Regions from separate parts of the Gossypium hirsutum genome. Here region 2 is linked to region 1. Evidence: chromatin contacts called from public Hi-C data. All regions are on one chromosome and are shown on one strand. The core of a region is the stretch at or near the end of the contact, and the rest is flanking DNA. Distances in the headings are between cores, read along the strand shown.

What was found. Hi-C and Micro-C count contacts between places; a contact is called where the count stands out from the background.
Region 2: a Hi-C map of leaf shows a contact between it and region 1, with 1.7 times the contacts expected there. The contact joins two enhancer-like sites. A contact is called at or near these places in 2 of 34 Hi-C or Micro-C datasets (leaf and petal).

What each region holds. Positions count from the first base shown.
Region 1 is chrA01:92,976,207-92,979,041 of Gossypium_hirsutum_v2.1, reverse strand. No RefSeq gene overlaps it. Among protein-coding and RNA genes, the nearest start is that of LOC121215895, 13 kb to the left of the region's middle. Within about 2 kb of position 1,286, at least 8 of the 9 cell types and tissues checked have an H3K27ac peak or open chromatin away from gene starts, as enhancers often do. A contact at or near this core is called in leaf, where this site is marked.
Region 2 is chrA01:93,140,433-93,143,274 of Gossypium_hirsutum_v2.1, reverse strand. No RefSeq gene overlaps it. Among protein-coding and RNA genes, the nearest start is that of LOC107916963, 4.3 kb to the left of the region's middle. Within about 2 kb of position 1,499, at least 1 of the 9 cell types and tissues checked has an H3K27ac peak or open chromatin away from gene starts, as enhancers often do. A contact at or near this core is called in leaf, where this site is marked.

The DNA of each region.
Region 1 (2,835 bases), core at 37-2,536:
AAGAAAAACCCAGAGAGAATTTATTAACTCAAAAGAGGAATAGAATAATAATGAATTGAATGTATTTTGTACAATGCAAAGGCCTATATATAGGCTAGCTAAATAATTCTAAATAAAACTCCTAAGTATACTAGAATTCTAATTTAATCTTAAACAAGAAGTAGTTTTAAACTAAACTTTCTTGTTAACATAAAATTCCTAGATAACTTAAAGTACTTAATAATTGTCAAAAATTTGGAATAAAATAATAATAAAATAAAAAAAGTTGATAAATAAAATATGAGGCTCATATATAATAAAAAGTAAGCTTAAAACTCAAACCCAATATGAAACGTCTAGGCTTGTGAGATCAATTGGGGTACTTGAAGTGAAATGCCTAAGCTTGTCATCATAGATTGAGAGTTTAGGCCTACGAACATAATTAGTCTCTTCTAATTCATCATTACTCCAGAATTCATCATATTGAAACTTCAACTCTTCTTCTAGAATTTTTTTCATGATAATGTCTTGAACCACTAAGTTGAGTTTTAACTTCATCTGTTTGGATTTGGATCTCGTAATTGAGCCTTGAAGGAAACTAAGCTCATCTCTATTATGGCCTTTGAATTAGGCTGAGTTGCTCGTATCAACTTGTCAACTCAATTAACTTGAAATTGTTTCACTCGATTCGATCAAACACTTACCCCTACAAGTAGTGGAAGGCAGGGATGTTTCACTAGGTTAGTGATATGTGTGGACTTAAAGAAACCACTGTCTCGAAAATCAAGTTTAGTGTTTGTATTTAGAGAATCGAATATGACTCACTTCTAATTGTCAACTTTAAATGTGGGATTTATGGCCATAATATAGATTTGTGCACGGGAAATAAGAGCAACTCATTAAAGACGTTTTAGCAGGGGAGAACCAGTGGTAAAAAAAATTGGTCCTCAATGGTGTGCAGAAGAGGAAACATATGAGCCATGGATGCTTGTGGAGCCTTGACAAATATGGAAGGTTCGGAGTACGAAAATAGTGAGAAATGATGTTTCTGGCAATGAGGCTCATGGTTTTTAGCTCTGACAGTGGATTTGAGTGAATCTAATCCCAAAATTAGCATCGTGGATAGAGGGAGCCAGCCTAATCAAATCAAAAGGCATGATTTATGGAAGAACCATATCACAAAGGCTGGGAAATTTGGGCAAAAAGAGACATATTTGGGGATGAAGCTAAATCTAATAGTAAAGGGATTGTGATTAGAGGTAAACCTAGAGTTGGTCCAAAAGTATAACGACCCACTAATACCAATATTGGGTCAACTGTTAAGAATAGGGGAAATGGGTTTGATGATGCCTCTAGAATAGGCCCACTTGTCCCAACTGTTAGGATAAAAGTTTCAAATTTTCGCTTGTATCTTTCCAGTCGAAATTGGACAGAAACAAACATGGGGTAATTCGAGTGGTTGAGAGTGGAGAGTACGATGCTATAAAAGGGAAAGAAAAAAGTGTGTTTCAATTTGGAGAGTCAAGTATTGGGTGTTCAAACCCATATGTGCAAACTTTTAAGGACGGTAACGTTTAATGGAAGAAATCATCAAATCACGAGCTAGGAGGTTCTGTGAATCACATGGTGGAGTAGAGGGTATTATGCGGGAACATGATACTGATTTTCTGACGGATGTGCTACTTTTGGATGTGGAAGTTATGGATGATGATGATATTGGTAATAATGAGATTAGTTGTTAAGTTTTTTTATACAACTTGTGTTGGCTTGTTCGTGTTTTCTATTGTTATTCGGTTTATGGATTTAAAACTCTTTTTCTAGGATTGCCAAGGAATAGGGCATCCCTTTTTCCATAATTTTGTGGCTATAGGAGAGAGTTTTGCCTAGATGTAATGTGTTTTTTGAGACATGGGTCAGTGGTATTCAAGCGAATAGAATTATTACAAAATTGGGTTCGCAAATTCATTAAGAATTGAAGCAATGGGCTTTTCTGGGAGGATTTTGATTCTTTGGTGTGACAATGTCTTCGTTGATATTCTGGATTTGTATCCATAGGTGATTCTTATGAGGGTGAGAAACAGATAAGGACCCTCTAAGTTTTTGTGTTCAACAGTGTATGCTAGCCCACAACCAGCAACGCAACGGAAGTTATATAAGTATTTTGATTTTCTTGCTAAAACTATTGGGGAATCGTGGGTTATAAAAAGAGATTTTAATTTGATTTTGGAGCTTTGGAAATGGGCATGTGGTGCAACAAGCATAAGAATGGATATAATGGTTTTCAGAATTTCCTGTTTGATAATAGTCTTCAAGACTTGGTTTCTGCAGGCCTCGATTCACCTAAAGCAGAGCCAATCTTGCACAATGTTTGGATAGAGCTATATGTAATTTGGGTTGGTATGCTTTTGCGTCGAATTGCTCAATAAGTAATTTGTATCATCTGAAGTCGGATCATTCAATTTTGGTTTCCCACAATTAGTTGCAAAGCAGAGGTACTAGACCTTTTCGTTGTTTGGCTAATTGGTTGCTTCATGCGGAGTTTAAGGCTCTTGTAAATAGTAGTTGGAAAAATTATATGGATGTGTTTACTAACTTAGAGCATTTCCAAAAAGAGGTCCAAGAATGGAATAAGCGTGTTCTTTGAAATATTTTTGTCCATAAGCAGAGGTTGATTTCGAAACTTGAGCATATACAAGGAATTTTGGAATTCAGAGACTCATAAAGACTTCAAGAGCGTGAGTTAGAATCATGGAAAAATATTGAGGATGTTTTAAAGCATGAGGAGTTGTTATGGTTTCAAAAATAAAGAACGGAATGGCTTACAAGTGGTGATAGAAATACAAGATATTTTTATAG
Region 2 (2,842 bases), core at 250-2,749, 160 kb before region 1:
CACAAGTATTTAAATTGCATACTTATTTCTATATTCTTTTTAAATTTAATTATTTTGATATTTTCATATTTTTGTCAACTAATGTTCTGTTTGGATGACAGGGGCGAAGTCAAAATTTGTTTTAGGGGGTCGAAATTAAATTGTAATTTTTACTATAATAAAAATATAATTTTTAAAGGATTAAATCAAAATTTTATCATTTTAGTGGGCTAAAATACAATTTTATCTTTACTAATTTAAATTTTAAAAAATTTAAAGGGCCAAAATAGAAAATTTTCAATTTTAAGGGGACTAGGGCCCCTGCCAGCCTCCTAGATTCACCCCTCTTGGATGAACAATATAATTAGCTCCAATAAAATTAAAAATATAAAATAATGGTGAAATTAGTTGTTATAACTATGAAATTAAAATCAATTGTGAGATATATGTTTGATTTTGCAAATATCACAGTGATGGTGAAATGGGAATGAGCATAACCATTGAGGACATTAATATAAAGATGTATTGTTAAATTATATTTATATTTTTTTAATGATAATTAAAATTAAAATTTCTTTATTTTATAAGCTTATTTAAATGCTTTAAACAATTAACTAATTAACTAATTTATAAGTACATTTTTTATAATAAATAACTTAAAAGCTTGTAAACAAAAAATTAAAATAAATGACTAATTCCTTTAAAAATTAAATAAATCAACTAAATGAAAAGGCTAAACAAAATTGATTTAAAATATATTGAAGAAAACATAAATGAATAAAAATAAAATAATTAAAAAATCAAAACTCCATATTTCATACAAGGGATAATATAGTTTTCGACCCTTGAACTTAGCAACTAGGTCCCCACTTTGGTACTTGTATTTTTTTTATTCACTTAGGTACTTGAATTTAGTAACTAAAATCATTTTAATCTTTGAACATGAAAAATATAAAAGTCTAATGATGTAACACTTTGAGATTGTACAACATCATTATTTGAAAATTAATATATATATATATATAAAATTTTAGATGAAGACATGGTACAATCTTAGAGTGTCACATACAGTATTCTAATAATTGGATCAGTGGTTGACTTGGTTAGACCACTAATTTCCCATTCAATCGGTTTGATCGGTTCAACTACTAGACCAACAATAATTAAATAAATAATTAAAATCCATAAAATTTTAAAATAAAAAATTATTAAATCAGCTCAACTTATTCAACTATTATTTTTTGTCCCATTTTTTAATTTTTATTGATTTCGAGTAGTTTTCAATTCAATCGGTTCAACCATTTTATTTGGATTAGTATACTGAATAGTTTTCAATCCAGTCGGCTTGAACGACCAATCCATTCAAGTTCTAAGAACTAAAGATTAATTATCGAATCTTGATAAATTTCAAGTTTAAAAACCAAATAAATAAATCTAATTACCAAATTCATATAGGAAAGTTGTGGGTGTGAAAAGGACAGAAAAAGACTTTTCAATCGAAAAAGAGTGCAGGCCATAGGGATTAAAAGGTAAAATGTTCCTCCATTGGAGGTTGTTTCTATCAATGGAAAGAGATGGTGCGGTGTACGGTTGTTATTCAAATTATGCTTTAATGTGACTGAGAAAGATTAAAGAGGACTAAACCTCCAACCTTATAACCAACTTAACCAATCCATTCCATTAAATTAGTCTATTATATTGGTTTAGTGGATTATGATCTCCATTAAAATATTTATGTATCGATTATTAATCCCATACATTTAGTCATTTACTTAACTGATTTAATATATATATTATTTTAATAAATTTAAAATATTTATATAATATGTAAAATTAAGTTGGTTAATGAACCAATCTAAATTACTTTAAGTTTGTGGATAAGTTGGATTAATGTTATAGGTTGTCACTTAACTAAGTGATTTGCAAGTGATCCTAAAACTAGTTCATAAGGCAGAGTGAAAAATTTATGAAAAACTTATGTAACAAATAAATTTGTAAAAAAAATTGATTTAAAAAGTAAATGGAGTTTCAGTTGAAATGGTAAAAATATTTGACAATTATGGTATTTTTGGTTCAATCTCGTTAAATGCATTTTTATAAATTTCTTATTAATTGAAATGATAAAAATATCTTCACAATAATATTTATTATTTTATAAAAAGAAGATTTTTAGTAATTTTTCAACTGAGTTGAGAGTCGATTAGAAAGTGATACCAACGCTCAATAAAAATAAATTTATGTATTAAATTTATTAAAAATAATATAGTCATTGATGAAGGTAAATTTATTTTTGAGAAAAGAAATTTTGTAAATGAATTGTTAGTCAGAAATTGAAATCAATTTGTGAAATGCAAAGATTTATAGATGCAAGAGTAAGAAGTTTAGCTGCACACAAAAGCGGGGGGTGAAGATCGGATGCGGTGTTCCCATTGGGTGTGGGCGACTGGTAATTCAAATGAGACAGTTTCCTTTCCTATAAGTCTTCCTTTGAAACATTGTTGGTGGTTGGCGGCATGCTGCGTTTTCCTTGTGAATTTTAAGGTATCACCCCCCCCCCAACGTAAATGGATAATACATTTTATTTTTATTTTAATGTTAAATATTAAATGAATAGTGATTTAACTAGGGTCAAGCTAGAAAAAATCTAGACAATAATTTTGAACGGACTTGGACCACCATCTAGCTTCAACCATGAATCAAATCTTGTCGTACTCATATTTCAAATATTTTATATCTATTGTAAAGTTTTTGTTTTTTAATTGTTAAAAAGTGAATTAATCTAGTTTAGTGGTTAAGAGTTTTATTTATGTGCTTGAGGTCTTGTGTTTAGATCACTTTCCTTAAATTTTTGTTCCAACCCCTT